2 separate regions of the Bactrocera dorsalis genome follow, and region 2 is linked to region 1. The links are chromatin contacts, called in public Hi-C maps. All regions are on one chromosome and are shown on one strand. Each heading gives the region's core, a stretch centred on a gene start, on an enhancer-like site or on the middle of the called end of the contact. The rest is flanking DNA. Distances are from core to core; before and after follow the strand shown.

The links. A called contact is a pair of places that touch in the nucleus more often than the background predicts.
Region 2: a Hi-C map of whole body shows a contact between it and region 1, with 10 times the contacts expected there. The contact joins the promoter of LOC105224299 here to the promoter of LOC105228860 in region 1. A contact is called at or near these places in 2 of 2 Hi-C or Micro-C datasets (both in whole body).

Annotation. Positions count from the first base shown.
Region 1 is chr4:55,900,231-55,903,257 of ASM2337382v1, forward strand. It overlaps LOC105228860 (nuclear transcription factor Y subunit gamma), which reads right to left and starts at 1,349. Exons shown (of 3, transcript XM_011208852.3): 1 at 202-1,349; 2 at 1-101. The coding sequence starts at 1,185. LOC105228859 (probable dolichyl pyrophosphate Glc1Man9GlcNAc2 alpha-1,3-glucosyltransferase) reads left to right here and starts at 1,633. Exons shown (of 5, transcript XM_011208850.4): 1 at 1,633-1,803; 2 at 1,867-2,521; 3 at 2,578-2,843; 4 at 2,915-3,025. The coding sequence starts at 1,736.
Region 2 is chr4:56,193,543-56,196,478 of ASM2337382v1, forward strand. It overlaps LOC105224299 (DENN domain-containing protein Crag), which reads left to right and starts at 1,524. Exons shown (of 15, transcript XM_049455041.1): 1 at 1,524-1,854; 2 at 2,419-2,723; 3 at 2,785-2,936. The coding sequence starts at 2,423.

The DNA.
Region 1 (3,027 bases), core at 99-2,598:
TGTAAAATTGTCGCCTGCTGGTGCTGCGCAGGATTGGCCGGTGCAGGTGTGGCAGTGAATTGTCCATTTGGACCTGCTGTCAATATAAGCTGTTGTGGTTGCTAATGATCAAAATAATCATGTTATTAAAAGAGTTTCAACGATATATTTATGAATGACGTTTGTTGTTCACTTTATTTAAAACTAAATGTTTTCACTTACATGAGTAGTTATAAAATACTGCGGTTGCGCCGGCTGCTGTATGATCTGCAGTTGTGGCTGTGGCGCCGCATTTTGTCCGTGTGCTGCATTTAGAGCCTCCGGTGTGGCAATAAAGTATTGCATCTGTTGTGGTTGTGTCGCGGATGGTTGCTGTATTATTTGTAACTGTTGGGGCGCATGCATAGTGGTATGCGCTTGCTGTGTCTGTTGTGGTTGGGCAGTCGCTGCGGTTAAGGTATCGGCATTGAGCGCGCCAAAAGTCAACACTTCACCTTCAGCTGTTTCCATCTTAACGGGTAAAGTCACGGTGCCTGCAGTCATGACAGCATTTGCTCCAGCTGTAGCTGTTGTATTATTTACAGTATTCACGTTAGTACTCTGTTGCTGCGTGTCCTTTTTCTGGCCACTACTGGTACTGGGTTTTATATCTTCACGCGGCACAATATCAATCAGAAAATCAAATTGATCGTAATTAGCTATAGCCTGTGCAATATCTGATCGTTGAAGTGTGCGTCGTTTGCTCTCTTCTGTGTGTATCCAGGCACGCATTGTAAGCTCTTGTATGAAGTACTCACATGCTTTGGCAAAAAGGAGTGGCGCCTCGGCCGCTATCATCCTAGCATTTTCATCTAATTTCATAATTTTTTTAATTCGTGCCAATGGTAATGCTTGATGTTTGGCATCTACTTGATGTATCGCTCGCACATCTGCCATAATATTCTGCCAGAAGTTGTCAATGGTGGGTGGGGGTTTGCGTACAACAGCCGTGCGCTGTGCCTTCGTTGATTGCTTTTCTTTGGGATTGTTGGGGGCACTACTGCTGGTTACTACCACATCACCCGATATGCTATATGTTGCAGATGATATGATATGGGTGGTATTTATTTGATTGTTGCTACTACCATGCCGACCACCACTGGTAGTGGCAGGTACTGACACAGAGCCGCCACTACTACTCGGCGCGTTGGAGTAGGAGTGCGACATTATTTCAACTGATATTTAAACACTGCACAGTGCACTTTAATGAATTAGAATTATATTTTACACGTTAATAATGGCAAATGTGCAAAAAATGTGAATAAAATAAATTTTGGCGTCAAACTAGTCACTGTTGTGTTCCACTTTTTTATTGGTTTCACTACTTTGCTTCCTCTTCCTAATTTAGTCAATCACATATAAATGTTCATCGAGACCCACGTAATCGATAGACAGAAATCGATAAACTTAATTATTAAAATCTAAGAAAAAAGAGATTAGTTTGTAGAAATATTATAATGCAATATTTTTTTGGGAAAATAATGGAGTCTTTATATTACAGCAACAATAAACAGCAATGTGTGTACTCTGATCATTCTGGTTTTTATATTTTACATGACTTTTACACATGTTTATGTGTTTAATTTGCTTCATTGTGAATGCTTCATACCTGTTATCAATGGAAATGACAACTCCACATCAGCCGGCTTTGTTTTTTGTATTAGTTGGCAAAGTAGAAACAAACTGCCCAAAATTTTTCTGATCAGCGGCTCCAATAATGGAGTGCCATTTCTGGAAGATTTTCGCTCTATCTAGCGCAGTTAAAATATTGCTAATTCCTTCGCCGTAAGTCAAAGTCAAAAGCTATTCAATATAAAATATCAATGTACTATAACAACTGTATCTTAGTCACTCCACAGATTTCGAAGTACACCGGAATTGGTTGGCTATAACACATTCATTACCCATAAGTAAATGGTATTATGAAAACACTAGCAATTGGACGCTTGACTATCCACCCTTCTTTGCCTATTTTGAATGGCTGCTATCTTATGCCGCATCCTTCGTGGATCCGCAAATGGTAGTCGTAACAAACCTCAACTATGCTTCTACGGCTACAATTTATTTCCAACGTTGCTCGGTGATAATTATGGATCTAGTGTTCGCTCTTGGTGTACGACGATCTCTACGTGCATTAAAAATAACGCAATCATCGCCGCAATCATTTGCTGCTGCGATGTTACTTTTGTTTAACGTTGGATTGTTATTTGTGGATCATATGCATTTCCAATATAATGGTTTCTTATTTGGTATACTCTTGCTGAGTATAAGTTTTCTGCTGGAGGAACGTTATTTGCTCTCAGCCTTCACATTTGCCACATTACTTATGTTTAAGCATATTTTTCTCTACATGGCACCAGCTTTTGCAGTTTATCTGCTCAAGTTTTATTGCCTGGATTCTAAGTGTGCTAGGAATGCAATAATATGTATAGTTAAATTGGCAGTAGTGGGTTTAACACCTATTGTAGCCGCTTTCGGACCATTCTATAATCAGATAGATCAGGTGCGAATTTATATTTATCAAGAAGTAAAACAAAATTATAGTCAAATTATTTTCAGGTTTTTAGTCGCCTATTTCCATTCAAACGCGGCTTAACACACGCTTATTGGGCGCCAAATTTCTGGGCCCTATATAATACTGCCGACAAAGTTGCAGCCAAATTGTTACGCATTCCAAGTACAACAGGACCTTCAACTACTTCTGGGCTTGTGCAAGAGTTTGAACCACAATTCCTGCCTAACATAACGCCGCGCACCACATTTGTACTGACGTTGCTCTTTATGTTACCAATATTGATAAAACTCTTTGCCTATACGTCAAAAAGGTAGTATATACTTTGCTCATTTAATTCCCCTTGCAAAATGTCGCTTCAACAAAATCCAATTCTTTTAACAGCGAATCAAAAGCTACATTTCTGCGTGCCGTTGTTATCTGCTCTTGCTCTTCTTTCATGTTTGGCTGGCACGTGCATGAGAAGGCCCTATTAATGTGCCTTTTACCACTGTGGT
Region 2 (2,936 bases), core at 274-2,773, 290 kb after region 1:
GTCCGCCATGAATTTGATTCTCCTGGATAAACCGTCAACGTCAACGCCGTTTACGTGGAAGTCCTCAAGAAACTCTTACGAAAGGTCAATCAGGACCGACAAGACATCGCTGCCGATTGGAAGTTGCACCACGACAATGCCCCGGCTCACACCCTCTTTCTTGTGAACAGCTACCTAACCAAAGTCCGGCATCCCAATGCTTTCGCAGCCGCTCTACAGCCCAGATGAGGCCACCCGGACTTTTTTTGTTTCCTCGCCTAAAAAGGCCGATGAAAGGCAAGCATTTTGAGACGACAAACGGGATCCAAGCAGCATGCACCTCAACTCTCAGGGCTATAACGGAGAATGCTTTCCGTGAGGCCTTCAATGATTTGAAATCGCCGCAATCGACGAAGAAGGAGCCTATTTTAAAAGTTTTTAAAGAATTGTAACAATTGGTTCAATACATTTTTTTAAATTGACTCAGCCCCACTACTTTTCAGACAAACCCTGAATGCTATAGCTTTCCGATTTCGGCTGTTCTGAGCAACAGCTTCTTGGGGAAAGAGCATAGTATGTGCAATATATCAGTTCGATATCTCAAAAACTGGAAGATTTGTTCCGGTATATACAGACAGACGGACACAGCTCAATCGTTTCACTTCGTCACGCTAATCATTTTATAGACGATATAAGGTTCTAGGTGCTACAAATATAATATTTATTATTCAGGATATAAAAAAACTAGAAACAGGAGTAAGAAATCAAATTTTGTCCAGTTTAGACCAGAACTTAGATAATAAATGAATCAACCTGTTGGACCTCAGCAACCAAAAGCAAAACCAATCCTCAAATTTTGGTAATTATTGCAGGATAACGGAATTGAACTGTCGTGTCTATTTCCCAAAAAACGGAAATCATTTATAAGGATAGTTACATACATATGTATGTACATATGTATGTATGTATATTCAAGAAATGTTTCATATAGTTTCGAAAAATATATGTATGTAATGTAGAGGAAAGAGAATTTTATAATTAGAGCGTCAGGTGGGTCTCGGATTTTCATTGTATAGTTCAAGGTCCGAAAAACATTCTTCAATTGGTAGAGTAAGACCCAGAAGCTGTCATTTTGTATTATAATGATAATAAATTACTTTTTCCACACTCCCATAATAAATTGTGAATTTAAGACCTTTCTTTGAGATATCGAAGCGGGCCTTACCTTTTAAAAAAATTGTTTTCAAATTTTATCACTAACATAAACACATTACGTTTAGAACAGTTTATAACAGTTTCTTGTTGTACCAACACTGATATAATGACAGCTGCGCGTTTTAGACTTGCCACAGCTTATAAGATTACAACATATGTCATAACTATTTTACAATTTAATATCAATTATTTTATCAATAAATGCCATTTCGTAGCTGTTTCTAATGTTATTAAATTTATAATTTATGTATAACAAATATTTTTCTTACAAATATATTTCTTAAAACGTCAAATATTTTATTTGACATAAACGAATTGCTACAGCTGGCAACACTCAACTCACTTGGCAGTCACCGAACCAATGGATTTTGCAAAGGAAAATAAATTCCAATAGTGAAGCATTTCTGAATTTTATTCTTCGTTAGAATATTTAAATATTCATTTTTCAATCATTTATTTATCATTGGTGATTAATTGTAACAGTATTTAAGTGAGCAATGTTGGTGTAAAAGGCCAAGACATATTTTACGCAGTGCTGTGAAAATTTTTCTATTAGAAGCACACGACGAAAAAAGGAGTACAAGGCAAAAGTAAAAGGCAGCAGGCTGGTTAATGTGCAAATTGAATCATAAATTGCAAAACCCAGCAAAATCAATTAAAGTGAGTTGTGTTTTTTAACGATACATAAACGAATTGTGTGTTAATAAAAGTAAACTGAGCCACAAAGTAAAATTCGCATTTTCAACGGGTGGCCTACGATGAGGCTAATAGCAATTTGACCCCGACTGTAAGTGTAGAAATACTAGAAGAGGAAATGACGGGGCGGTGATTCATATGACAGTGCAAAGCTGCAAGGGCGAACTTGTTTAAACCAGCTCCTTGTAGAAAACTAGTAATAAGGAAGGCGTTAACAAATATATATTGTTCAATGTAAAATCGAAGGATTCCTTAAAGTGGGCAGAACAGGTTGTTGTGCTAGAAAAAAAACTGTGTATTGCCTCAATAAACATCGAATTGCAAGTGAATGCATTTTGTGCCAACTATTGTGAACGGCATAGCAAGATCTGATTGGATTGTGGTTGCTGTGTGTTCGTTAGTGACCAAAACAAAGGCGATGAAAACGTCAAATGAAAACAAAGTGCAATTGTTATAGATATAAAATCATTGTATTGTTACTTATTCCGATATCAGTTTTGTTATTCTTACACATTTTATAATCTACAGCGCAATGGAAGAGAAACGGATTGCTGACTATTTTGTAGTCGCTGGCATGCCAGAACAACCGCAATTGCTACAGGAGAATATATTTAGCGAATCTGGGCATTTACGTGCTGCCAATACCATTGAGCCTATAACAGATATTGGTGTATATTTTCCGTTACTCGATGAAGAAGTGCCCGACGGTTATGAGGTGTTGGAAACAACACCCACTGGACTGCCTGCGAATCTCAATCATGGCTCTATGCGTTCAACTGAGTGTTATATTTATTATAAACGTGGCAAAGATCGACCGCCTCTGGTGGATATAGGTAAATATATTAAATTTTTCAACTAATTAATATTTTTCTGATATTAAAAAATTAATCGCAGGTGTGCTGTATGATGGACATGAACGCATAATGTCTGACGCAGAAATCGTCGCCGAAACACCGGGTGGACGCATAGCCAATGTGAATAATTCTTCCTCGAAAATTTATCTCACCTATCGCCGCGCACGACCCGATATGCCATGCAACGAGCTT